Linked DNA regions of Hordeum vulgare: region 1 is linked to region 2. Evidence: chromatin contacts called from public Hi-C data. All regions are on one chromosome and are shown on one strand. The core of a region is the stretch at or near the end of the contact, and the rest is flanking DNA. Distances in the headings are between cores, read along the strand shown.

Region 1 (7,268 bases), core at 2,473-4,972, 530 kb after region 2:
AAATCTTCGACCGCCACAGAGGCATTGCCAGAGAAGTCAAGAGAGTTTTCCTTTTTTTCTTAAGCATTTGCATCTCATACCCATGCATTATTTATTTGCATGTTGTGCTTATTTCCTTATATAAACTCTCTTAAAAGTGATTGTCGTCCATTACCAAAATGGGGGAGACTGTAAGAGCATATTTCTCCATATGTAGTTTTGATAATGGATGACAATCCCTATGGATTAATGGTTGCCTTGAGTTATATTCGAAGGATGTGTCCATATGCACTTCTTGGAGTCCATCTGTTGGTTTCAAGAAGTTTATATGGTGACCAAGGTGGTATTCAAGGTTTTATCCAAAGATTGGTCATGTGAGAGTTGAGCTTATTGCAAGCATGTCTTGATGGTGCTAAGAGGCGGTACCGTTGGGTTGTTTTGACTGTGCTAAGAGGCAGTACCGCTCTCTCGAGCGGTAGTACCACTTGAGCACGACTTGTGGGCATAACGGTTGGATTCAGGGGAGCCTATTTAAGTGGGGCCTTTTTCCCCAATGGTACCTATCCTTTGAGCTCGTGTTTGCCCCCCATTGTTGACCTTCTTCGAGCTTGCTAACTATCAATCCCTCCAATGATTCTTGCTAGTTCTTTAGGGAAAAGAGAGAGGAGATCTAGATCTACGTTTCCACGAGTCACTTTCTACTCTATGTGAGGGAACCCCTTGGATATAGATCTTGGAGTTCTTTGTGAGCTCCTTGTTCTTCTTCTCATATTCCTCCATAGCTTTTGTAGTTGTGGTGGAATTTGGGAGTGAGGGACTTGACCACTTTGTGTGTTCTTGCCATTGCATTAGTTGCATCCATTTGAGTTCTCCACAGTGATACGTGGAAGTGAAACTTTGAGAAGCTTATTACTCTTGGGTGCTTGGTACCCTACAACTTGTTCCTCTTGGGTCCTTTGGCGCCCTAGATGGTTGGTGGTGCCTTGGAGCTCAATCATTGCGTTGTAAAGCTCCGGGCAAGTGTCACAGTCTCCAATTAAGTTGTGGAGATTGCCCCGAGCAATTTCTACGGGTTCGGTGACCGCCTCCAAGGGTTGCCCATTGTACGGGTTTGGTGACCGCCCTCAAGGGTCCCTTAGTGGAATCACAAAATCTTGCATTGTGCAAGGGCGTGAGGAGATTACGGTGGCCCTAGTGGGGTCTTGGGCAGCATTGTGCCCCCACACCACTCCAAACAAAGATTAGCATCCGCAAGGGTGTGAACTTTGGGATATATCATCGTCTTCGCGTGCCTCTGTTATCTCTTACCCGAGCCCTTTACTTATGCACTTTACTTTGTGATAATCATATTGTTTCTTGTTATATATCTTGCTATCACTTAGTTGTTTACCTTGATTAACATAAGTTGTTGGTGAACATAGGTGGTCCTAATTGTTTTAGGTTCTGTGCTTGACTAATTAAACGTTATTTTTATTTCGTATTTATTTCAAGCCCAAACCGTAATTATTTTAGAGCACATATTCACCCCCTCTAGGTGACATCCACGTTCTCTCAACTCACCAATGATCCATTCCCATTATATTGTACCGTCACGAGATGTCAGCATCCTAGTAGAAGGATGCTTTTTCTTGTTAGAAATAAGGAGGCACTTGCTTGGATACGACTATGAAACCTATTACGTACCTTGATGTGAGTCTCTCCTTGTATATTATTCTCATTGTCGGACATGTCACAAAAGATAAGAGACATTTTTACACCTCTCCTGTTTACCAGGTGTCTATTTTTGTTCAATGCGAGTCTATTCAACGATATCCTGAGGTCGAAGAAGACAACAAGCGAAACAAGGCACGATGACTATGGTGAGGCTTGGAGCGGTCCCACGTATAGGGAGATGCGAGGGTTGACTCGTTCATGTGTTGGGGGTCTAGAGTGCTAATGCACATGAATTAAGATAAACGGTAAACAAAGTTAAAGCATTGTTTTTATAACAAATATGGTTTAATGTTGTACTCATTTAAATGGATTCATGAAGGAATGACTTGTGCTACTCCCCCGTCACAGTTTAGAAGAAGCGATTTTATTTACATGCATTTCTAGAATAGAAGAGGATTAAAACGTGCAACATTTACTGCTTAGTTAATTAGGAGTATTAGTAGACTGCATGCATAGTGAAAACGCTGGGTGTGCAAGTTGGATGGAAAGGCTTCATGAATGAGGACTCCTCGTTTAATGGTTATGTGGGTTATTGCGCATTATCTTTTCAAATAATTAGGCGCCTTGGAGGTTACTGCATGAGCGCTTGCAAAAAAAAACTAGAACTAATCATGATTCACCTTGGTCCGAGAGATCGCTCATGTGCGCCTTCTAAACTATGACGAAGGGAGCATTTTAGAAAGAAAAATACTATAAAAGATAGTATTCATGTTTTTTGTACTTGCAATTTATTTTGCACTGAAGTCTATGAAGGTCCTTTTTGTTAAATTTTACACATGAGTATTAGTACCATGATGTTCGCTTTAAGAAGTTTCATACCCCCTCCGTCCAGAAATACTTATCGAAGGAATGGATGTATCTAGATGTATTTTACTTCTAGATACATTCATTATTATCCATTTTTATGACAAGTAATTTTGAATGGAGGGAATATTTTTTAACTAAAGCGATGGATTGACACTCATATTTAAAAAATTGGCATAGACGGAAAGAATTATTCGTTTCCCCATGTGAGATCACATCTGACTTCCTCCTTCACGAGCGACTCCTCCTAAGACGAGGGTTTCATGGCCTTTCGTCGGTGTCGTCATCGATCCACCTCGTCTTCATGGCCTTAGGGGCATGGAGGTGTGGTGGATCTCGGCCCTCTTGCTGGGAGGGCTATCGCTTCACTTTTAGTTTTTTTATAAGGTTGATTAGGGTTTGTATCCTGCACAGGAAGGTGCAACGCCCCCTCCCCGTCTAGTCCTTGTCCCGGCAATGCAACCAACATCGTCGGAAGGCGTGTCTCTAGTGGATCTCATGAGATTCGAACGGTGCTGATCTTCGATGTATCTCCATGGATCTAGTCTTGATTCGTCTGCATACGTGTATCTACAGGTTGAATTATTTCCATCTACTCTTTTCTTCATACGTGTCGATTGCTATTCTGGTGTGCGGGTCATGTGGGGCCTCAGCATAACGACTTTCCGAATGTTTATACAATAAGGGCTACTTTGATTCAAAGGAATTGCATAGGAGTTTTAGAGGATTTGGATCTTTAGAATTTTTTTATGGTCGTTTGATTCATAGAATTAACATATTTAGAATTTTTTTCATAGGATCCATTTATACTACTACATTTTGAAAATAAAAACCATCCACTCAAACCATTTTAAAAATTATTTTATTTTTCCTGCGCTATCAAACATTCTTCTAAATCCTATAGAATAATAATATAGGACATGCCATTATACTTCTGTATTTTTTCAATTTCTTCATTCTGAGAACTTCCTGAATCAAAGATGCCCTAAGTTTTGCTCTCCTCGGGCAAAGGAGGGGCAATGGTGACAATGCATCTTGTTCTATGTACAACCATAAAAAACAAAAGTTTTCCAGAGAAATTGCCAGAAATCGGCACCGGTAGCGATGATAACATTTTGTTCCATATACGGCGGTGAAATTGGGGAAAATCTCGAATTTACAAAACGTGGCCTGTCGCCGTCCAGAATGCCCTGGAAATTCACGTCGCCATGTCGTGTTACGGGAAGGCATCCAGCACGGCAGCGTTCCCCACCCTCGCGTCGCATCCCAATTCGTTAATCCCATCGCCTTCCCCGATCCCTCTCGAGTCTCCTCCCCTCCGCTCCCCCGTCCCCTCCCCCCTTCCTCCTCTCGGATCCGCCACCCCGCGGCCCGCCCCTCGCCGCCGGCGACCATGTCCAAGTACGGCACCATCCCCACCTCATCCTCCTCCGCCGCGGGGGCGGCTCACCTCGGCGGCGCCTCCCCGCTCGACTTCATCTCCCGCGCCAAGGCCCGCGGCGCGACGGCGCTGGCCACCCGCCGGCCGTGGCGCGAGCTCGCGGACGTGCACGCCATCGGGCTGCCCCCGAGCCTCGGCGACGCCTACCTGCGCGTGCGCGCCAACCTCGCCCACTTCGCCATGAACTACGCCATCGTCGTCCTCGTCGTCGTCTTCCTCTCCCTCCTCTGGCAGCCCATCTCCCTCATCGTCTTCCTCGTGTGTATGGTCGGCTGGCTCGTCCTCTACTTCCTCCGCGACGAGCCTGTCGTCCTCTTCGGCCGCGTCGTCGGCGACGGCGTGGTCCTCGCCGTGCTCGCTGTTGTCACGCTCATCCTGCTGCTGCTCACCGGCGCGACCACCAACATCCTCACATCGCTGCTCATCGGCTTCGTGCTCGTCGTGGTGCACGCCGCTCTGCACAAGGCGGAGGACAACGTCGACGATGAGGTCGGCCGCTGGTACGCGCCAGTGCCAGCGCAGCCGTCTCACTAGTGTGAGATTGCTCGCCCTCCAACTCTTGGTTCGTGGCTCGTCCATATTATTGTTCAGTGCCGTGTATGCATTTCTGTTCTTCCTACTGCTAGATGGTGTACAATTTGTCAATGTGTGCTTGCTGTGCTATTGTCGTTCCTGAACATGAATGCAAGTGGTGATGCTTTGTGTACTCATATTTTCCCGAATTTTACCTGTGTAGTTCATAGATATGAGCAGCTGAGTGTGCAATTGGGTCTCAAACAATCTCACGGTCATGCTACATGTTTGGTTTGTTTGTCATATAAATTACCTGGTCAAGGAGATCCCTTTCTGTTCCATGGATAATTGAGATATTGCCTTTACAAAGTGAGATTGAGACGTCTTGCAGTTCCAGAAGTCCCTTACACTTCATTGTACCTGACTTTTCACTAACTTGTAAAAAAGAAGAAAAGAGATATCTAAATGGCGGCTGGTCTAAAATATCTCTAAATGTATCTGCTAGCTCTGCCAGAATTTCATAAATGGTTCAGTGAATGTAATTTGATTGACAGAGTTTGCGGTATGGCAAGCAGTTGTCACTATCAGGCTGCCCAATCTGATAAAATAGTTTTAGCAATCTTATCGTCTCTTTACACCCTGTAACCATAGTGTAGCTCCCTGTTTATAGTTGCGGATCGTGTATCTATGTGCTTGTTTTTTATGGAGGGCAGAATCATTGGAAGTGCCAGCCAGAAGAAGACGGATGTATGCAATTTGAAAATGGTCCGAGAGACAACCCTGGCCTGACAGGCCCTACACTAAGAGTCGTCTGGAAGTAGTGGGAGGCAATTCCTTGCCCACTGCTCTTCCCACAAGGGAGGTACAGCTAACTAGCAATTGAATTGAATTAGCTTAGCTGTTTGTTGGGTGCAGAGTATTAATTTTTTGAAATCTCAAGAATCTAAGTTTTAGAGCTCAATCATCAGCCGGTCAGGAAGCATTTCTGCGGTAGTTAGTTATACCACACTTCAGAAGCGTCTGTATTTTGCAGTTTCTTTTTTTAGTTGCTATGTATTCTTTCTAGACTTAGTAACCATCCTTGTGATTTAATAGAGGAACAATTTTCTGTATTTACAGTTTTACTCTTTTACTTAGTTTGATGTCGACGTGAGTAAATTATTTCTCTTATTTCTCAAGGTTTTTTTTTTCAGTTGGTGACTGTTAGTGTGATTTAAATGAGATAGAGAGTAGTTCCTTTCTTTGACATCTATCTGGTTGTTTGTCAGGTCTGGCAATTAGCATTCCATTTGCGCCATGGTGTCATGACCATTCTTCGCATTCTGGTTGCAATTTACAATTAGTGTATGCATTATTATTATTCTATATAACTTGAGCTCGACAATATTATGTTACCAAACTACTCATGAGATTGAAACGTTAAATTCTTGTGCTCATCAGTTGGATTTGATGTTGTTGAATATTGATGCTAAAAGTTCATGAATGTGAAGGCAGCAATTCGCGTCAATGTAAAAAAGAACAATCTCATCCGTATGTAGGAATTTGTGCTGAATAATTTTACCATTTATTGCATCATTTAGTTACGGGCCAGTAGCTGCCTTGTTTTTAGAAGTGACACTAGATTGTGTGCAACTTGTTTGATTGTGCACCTATCAGGGTGATTTAGAAGTTCACTCAGGCAAACTCTCTAAGACAAGACTTCTAAAGGGAGCCAAATGAGCAATAATCGTAATTTTGGGATGCATAATGGCCTTCAAGGGAGTTCTGGAAACAGAGCAAAATAAGCACCAATGTTAAAACACACAATGGTGTGCAGTTTTGTTTTGATATGCTAATTTTCTCGTGTGTGTAGCCTATGTGAATACTGACTGAGATACCCGCCTTTTGTTCTTTGCAGGGCCTGAGTGTGCTCGATTCTCCTTGTGTCCTCCCTTCGTTCTCAAGTATTCTGTGAGTGTAAGTTTAGCATTGGTATATGGTCTCGGCCCAGTCAGGATGAACAAGAACTTGTAGCTGGTGGTTGGTCTTGCGCACGACACTGGTTCATCAGAAGCTTTTGATCCAGTAATGATGGACGGCTGTAAACTTTGGTCGTTGCGTACAGTTCAAAGATTCCCCCTTCTTTACATGTACGTACCAATTATGGGAGACAACGAATCTACACTCTGAAGTGTGAGAATTTAGCTGGCAGGGGCCCTCTGTGAGGCTGGTATACATTACTTCGTGCTGGCAATTTCTGATTTGCTCACGTGGTTTCATCTTGTATACACACGGTTTTGTTTGAAGGAGATTGTCCGTTCGGTGCCAATTAGCTGCGAGGCTACTATCTGTCGGACTTCTTGGGAAGTCTATGTAGGAATTGTTTTACTTTCTTCATCTTATTTACTACTTCCTCCATAAAAAAGTTTTTTTTTTTTACTGGAGGGAGTGGTATCTTCTGAAACATAGGATATCATTGATCTGTTCTTTATATGTTCCATTTTATCTGCGCTCTCCTGCATCGGCATGTACTTATGCCTCACAAAGGCCCAACGCTCCAGTGGGTGAGACACACGTGCAAAACAACAAAATTGATCCGTTTTGAAAACTTCAGCACAAAACTTCAACACAAGTTGACTTTGGGGAGTCTCCCCACCTCCTTCTTTAATGAATGATACACACACTTGTGCGTATTCGAAAAAGCACCAAATGACCTGGCTTGAAAATATTTTGCGTTGTGCCCTTGTCAAGACTGAGTTCATCGTGTCTGGTCGGGGACATACGTCAAGATAGGAATGGGCTGTCCGGACCTGGCCCCTTCGAAAAAGCACCAAATGAC
Region 2 (6,552 bases), core at 3,029-5,528:
TAGGGCATACGCAACGGCGGGGTTTTGCCAGGGTAGAAACGAAGATACAGGTACATAAATCATGGAGTGCCAAATAATCTTGATGTACAAGTATTTCTTACATGTTGCGTGAATGACAAGGACATGTAGTCGGTCCATTGCAAGGTTTCGCCAAGGCCAGCTTTCCTCATCTTGAGCTGCATGTTCTCCTCCTGCCACCGTCGAAATGCGTCACCAATCATTGTCGCATAAAATGGGCTACTGAAATCAAAAGCTCACTTCTTTCTCTTCTACTACCCCATGAAAGCCGAGATGGATAGCTACTGTACCTAGCTAGGCATGTTCCCTAACAGTACTTGGCCCGCGGGGGTTTGAATGAGTTCATTGTTCACATGGCATCAAGACCGAAACAGAGTCGACAAACGAGTAATTTCCACGCACTGTAGCGCTGTAAACGGAAACTAGTGAGCTGCTGCTGCTGCTGCTGCTGCTTGCGCAATAGGATGTACTGCATGCTGGCTAGGGAATGTTCACGGCCCTTCTGCTTCACCAGCTCATGAAACTGTATCTCAGAAACATGTACTGCGTGCCAGTTCAGAAACAACAACGATGATTGGTTTGATTTACCATGTTGGTCTGTGCTTCATAGGGTAAAACTGAATTAACATTGATTTTTTTTCCTTTTGAAAAAGAGGATTACCCTCGGCCTGTGCATCAAACAGTGCATGCAGTCATGCGTAGATATTTAGTTGCACTAGCTGGACAAATTAAGCCCTTGCCATCATATATACCAGCAGGTGTCAAAAGCTATGTGACAAGGATTAGGTGGCATGACAGTGTCCGAAATAAAGTAAAGCGACGGCATATAGTAGAGTAAGTGACAGCATGGCTGATGAATCGACCGAGTTGGATGCCACATCTCATGATGCTACTGAACACTTGAGTGTGAAGGTGTCTAATTTCGATGGGATGTGTGTGTGGTGTGGCTGACATTATCCATTAACAATGTGAGTGTGTGTGCATGTCTTGTTGCAGGTACACTTTTTTAGGCACATAGATAGTATAACAACGATAGTTAATGCTCACGTAGATGCCAACAAGAATGGCATGGACCAAGGTTGGCACGATCCTTTATGTGATCATGATCCGAAAAACACACACACACAAAAAAAACTCTTTTGCGATATTTGTGCAGGCTTTGTAAACAGCTCCAGCTTTGTTCGAGACACAGATGAGTTGAACTGTGTGACAAGTAGTAAAAGAAAGAGTTCATGTCTGACTTGAATTGGCAGGTTACGATGTTCATGCACATTCAGCAGAAAAGAAAAAGATGCTAACTGTTGATTTTAATTTGGTGGGATCAATCGGTCGATCAGGCTGTGACCCCGGCTGACCAGAGTGCTGACAGAAGCTAAGTATGAGTGACAGAGTGAGATGGAGATTTAGTACTGTGGTAGGTACCTCGAGCTGTTGCAGGGCGAGGGGGCACTCGCTGAGGAACTTGACGGCGAGCGTGATGAGCACCGGCACGGAGTCCTCGGCGGGGATCATGAGGTCGATCATGTTGTCGGATATGAGCTCGTCGGTGAGCTCCTCGCTGCCGTCGCCCATGAGCACGTCGATGGCGTCCCTCGCCGGCGGCGCCTCGTCGAGGGCCCTCCTCCTCCTCCTCTTGTCCTGTATGATCCTCTGTATGACCCTGGCCATCCTCTTCTTGGCCTGCACGCACCAGAGAGAAAAGAAAGAGAGGGTGAGCAGAAGGAACATTGATGCCTTTGGTTTTCGCTGCCATATTGGCAGACGGGATGGATGCATGGGGGAGAGAGACAGCTGCAGCGTGCGGGTGTGCATGCATGGATCATGGATGGATGGCGAGCGAGGGGAGGGGAGGTGAGATGAAAGAGAGTGGTGGTACGTACCTGGAGGGATCTGTAGAGCCTAGTCCCTGGCAGCTTAATGGGAAGGGACATGAGTCCGACAATAAATTCCTGGAATTGCTGCTTGAGCTGCTGCATCTCTGGGCCTGCCTCCAGCCCGATCAGACCCCGCACCAGGATTTGGAACACAATCTGCAACACGCACACGCCACATTCACTCATTCATTCATCCATTCATTCATCGTTACTCCGATAATTCTCTCTTCAATCATTCTCATGTAAAATCGCAAGGCGCCCTCTCATCATCAAGGCTTTTGCTTGAAACGCAGCACTGGTGGTCTGAATTCGGTGCAAAAAATGCACACCGAGATCAAATTCACCACACCCAGCAGCCAGCCTTCCCTCTGTCTGCCGCTCTGATGGTCGGTGGCGGGCAGGGTGCTGCCTCGACTCTGGCTAGGTTAGGGTTTTAGGACGTTTTGTAATACGACTTCTCATGAACCTCTATAATAGACGTGGGTCTTGATAGAAAAAATCAGCCACGGTATAATAAGTAGTCCTCCTTCACAGCAGCACGTATCACTGTACTAGTACATCTCTTGCGAGGAGAGATGACTTTTAATTTCCTCTTGCTCGCTGGAGTAGGAGTAGTAGTAATAGTAATCAAATCCTGCGTGTTGGCCCCGCACGAGGGTAGGGAGGGAGGGAGGTGGAATTGAATGGGGGAGGAGGAACACAGGGTAGGCACCCGCTCCCCACAATCTCATTAAGATACCGCACCCCGCACAGTCACAGTCTCCCAACTCCCCCTCCCCCTTCACTCTCTCTCTATCTCTATCTCTATCTCTATCTCTAGCACACGCATGGCGAGGGGAGAGGAGTGGAGCGAGAGGCGGCCCCCACCCCCTTTCGGGGCTGGGCTTCCTTCCTTCCTTCCATGTGGTGACACGGCGCCGCACGTGTGCGCGCCGGTGCGTGCGCCATACGACCGCTACTTGTAGTAATCCAATTCAATCCCTCCCCATTCTCTCTTTCTTTCCTTCCATCTCTCTGACGCACGTACGCACACGTCGTCGTGGTCGCGTTGCTACAAATCGAGCTACTAGAAGCTAAGCTAGTAGGATCGATCGGGAGGCGGTGGTACGTACGATGGATCGACGCGGAAAATGGATGGATGGATGGAAGGAAGGAGGTGGTGGTACCGTCTTGGCGTGGTCCTGGATGCGGAGGCGGGCGCCGGGGCCCTGCTCGCGCCAGGCGGCGAGGGCCGGGGCGAGGCGGCGCTGCATGTCGGCGGTGACCTGCGCCTTGAGCTGCGGCGACTTGAAGAAGGCGCCGACGAGGCCGTGCACGCGGCGCTGCAGGCTGCCGTTGATGAGGAGGATGGAGGACTTGCCCATCAGCTCCGTCAGCGACCGCGGGTACCACGGCACGAACGACCGCGCGTCGCTCTGCAGCACGCACCGGCTCACCTCCGCGTCCGCCGTCACCACCGTCGCCGACCCGAACAGGTGCGACCGGAACACCGCGCTGCCGTACCTGCATGCACGCGACCGACGCCCGCGCCCATGGTGGTGTGTCAGTACAGTACCACGCACGCACGCACGTGCATGCGCGCGCACTGGCATGGCATGGCGTCGATGGATGGTGCCACGCGCACGCGTGCCGCCGCGCCACTGTGCTGCGCCAGGGAAAAGAGACGAGGCTGGCGGCTTAATTTACTCACCGGAGGCGGCGCTTCTCCACGAACGCCTCGGGGCGTGGGGAGTAGGCGCAGGAGACGAAGTCCAGCGTCTCGCCGACCACCGGCCACCCGAAGCTGCCGGGAGGGAGCCGCGCGCCCGTCTTCGTCGCCAGCCGCCTTCTCGGCCTCGCCGCGGCCGGCAGCAGCCTGAAGCACAGCAGCCACGCGGCGGCCAGGAAGGCCCCGGCGGCCGCCCACGTCGACGGCGCCGGCCAGGAAACCGACATCGCCGGAGGCAATTGCTGTCACGGCGTGTCTGCAGCTATCCTTGCACCGGCCCGGCCCGGCCGGACTTCTGATGGTGCGGTGCGGTGCGGTGCGGTGCGGTGTAGTGGAGGTGGAGACACGCGACTACGAGAGGACGAGGGAGGAGCGGAGCACTTATATGCGGCGCCAGCGGGTGGGGAGGAATAGAATTGGCAGCGGCAGCAGCCAAGTGCAAAAGGTACGGGCGGAGGCGAGAGGGAGAGAGATTTTCTCAGGAAGCAGCGATTTGGGATTGAGATTTCGTATACTAGTATGTTTTCTTTTGCTTAGTCCCCACATCTATCATTGTGTATCGTGGTACAGTGTTGGTACTACGGACTGAATGTATATCTTCTCTGCTAGTAGTATTTTTGTGTGTTTCTTTCCCTCTGTCCGGGTCCGGGAGATTGTGAGTCCCGAGCAGAACCGATGCTGCTGATGAGTGATGCCTGATGCTTACCTCCTCGTGTGCACCTGTGGGGCCCACGCCCATAACAGGGATATCTCTACTATTAATTATTAATCTAAAAAATATCTACTATTAATTATTAATTATAAAAATATTTCCATTATTAATTCCAATTATTAATTATAATTGCTAATTATTAATTTAGAAAGTTCTCTACTATTGTTTAATTATTAATTAATGAAGGTATTAAATGGGAGTCGGTTCTATCGCCTGCCCTCCTTTTTCGGGGTTTTCCTCTCCACGCGCACCTCGTTGCTCGGTTTTTTTTCCTAATTTTGTGCATAAAATTAGAATCAACATAAATAGAGTAAATTGAAATAATCTACACCAAAGTGGCACTTTCCCAAAATTACATCCTGGATTAACTTAATCAAATCAAATCTTCTCATAATCACAACTAAATCAAAACTTTTCTTTCCTCCCCATATAAATAAGCAAATCCAATCAAATCTAATCAAAACCATAGCGAATAAAAGAATCCTTACATTTCTGTCACATCCCTGGAACCCTAATCAAGTATAGCATTGTGCTCATATCTTCTTTGCATTGCATCCAAGAAAATTGCAACAAGATCAAAGCAAGTGGTGAAGCAAAACTCAAAAAAAAACCTAGCCACTTCTCAAATTCAAAGAAATTCTAAACTTGTTCAAATCAATGAACTCAAAATGGCCTCAAGAAAAGTTCAACTTTTTTGATAATTCATGGAAGCAAATAAGCAGTGAAGAAAACTATTTTCATAACATATTTGGCATTTTATTTAAATGCAAAAAGCTACTCGATTCAAGTTTAAATTTGAATTCAAAAACTTTAAGTTTTCAAAAATGCTGAAAACTTCAGGAATGGTTGGATATATTCCAACAAATATTCTAGTGTGTTCAAAATAATTTTATAAACTATTTTGGAGCTAAAATAAAAAAACAAATCAAAATAGTTAGTAAATCAGAAAAACAAAATAAGAAAAAGAAATGAGGAAGACCTACCTGACGCTTACCTGGCCCAGGCCCAGCTCCTGTGTCGTCTTCCTCCTCGCTAGTAGGAACAGGAGGTGGCCGCCACGACGCCCGGCGCCTCCACGCAGCTCCGTGCCTGCCTGGCCGCCGCTTCGCGCTGGCATTCGCGGGGATAACCTCCCCGAGCTCTGGCCTATCCATTCCCGCGCTCCATTTCCCCCCTCTCCTCTCGGTTCCTTCCTCCCCTTCTGCCTCCATTGACAGGAGCTCGAGCTCGAGCTGCCTGTGCCTCTGGCCACTGGTTCTTTCCCCCGAGTGCCCCATTCGCTCCGCCGCTATGAGCTGGTCCTCCTTGCAGAAGAAGAAGTTCCCCCGAGCCCTCCAACGCCCACGGCACCGTCGTCTTCAAGCTTCGGCCGCCGGCGAGCTCCGATCGATTCGTCGCCTACAGCGCCTCCCCGAGCAACCTAGCGCCACCACTGCACTCCCCGTGAGCTTGCGCAGCTTTTCCCCAAGCTTCCCCCTTCGATCTCTTCCTCTAGGTCTAGTTCCACCGGAGCCCGACGAGGACCGCCGCTGCAGCTCGTCGCCGGTAGCCCTCCGGTGAAGGGTTGGTCCAACTGAGGCCACCAGCAGCTTCAGGCCGTCGCGTAGATGCTTTAGCAGCCCAGCCCCGCGCGATTTCACCCTGTTTCCGATGACCTCGACGATGGCCGAGCTTTGGTCGCCGTCGAGCTCGTCGTCGGCATCGATTCCGGCCACCCCAGCCCCTGGGGTTCGCCCCATCGTGCGCGCCGTCGAGTTGCCGATCTCCATGTGGTCTCCGCCATGTGTTTGGTCGTCGGAGACGAGTTTTCGATGCCCTCCGCCGTCTCTGGTGTCGCCGGAGGCTCACCGCCGGCGAGGACGACCTCGCCGCCGGTGGATCTCAGCTGGCCTGAGCCACTGACGCATGGGGCCAGCCTCTGGATGTTTTGGGTTAATAAAAATAAAATCAAATAAACTAATAAGTCACTGACATGTGGGTCCAGTGCTGTTAACTAACTAATTAAGTTTAAAACTAATCTAAAAATGACCAGAGTCACTCACAAGTGGGTCCCACTGGTCAGGTTTGATTTTGAACGGCCAGTTGGACCTGCTGATGCCATGTTGACGCAATAAGTGGATTTTCTATTTAAAAATAATTCCAGAAAATGCCCAAAACTTCTAAAAATCATAGAAATTAATCTGTAACTCCAATGAAAATAATTTATATATGAAAAAGTATCAGAAAAATCCAAGGAATCT

The links. A called contact is a pair of places that touch in the nucleus more often than the background predicts.
Region 1: a Hi-C map of seedling shows a contact between it and region 2, with 3 times the contacts expected there. The contact joins the promoter of LOC123442882 here to the promoter of LOC123442877 in region 2. A contact is called at or near these places in 2 of 6 Hi-C or Micro-C datasets (leaf and seedling).

Annotation. Positions count from the first base shown.
Region 1 is chr3H:41,285,129-41,292,396 of MorexV3_pseudomolecules_assembly, forward strand. LOC123442882 (PRA1 family protein F3-like) reads left to right here and starts at 3,723. Exons shown (of 2, transcript XR_006630537.1): 1 at 3,723-5,312; 2 at 6,348-6,758.
Region 2 is chr3H:40,757,578-40,764,129 of MorexV3_pseudomolecules_assembly, forward strand. LOC123442877 (cytochrome P450 90D2-like) reads right to left here and starts at 4,279. Exons shown (of 8, transcript XM_045119048.1): 1 at 3,583-4,279; 2 at 3,059-3,395; 3 at 1,899-2,048; 4 at 1,441-1,698; 5 at 102-191. The coding sequence starts at 3,827.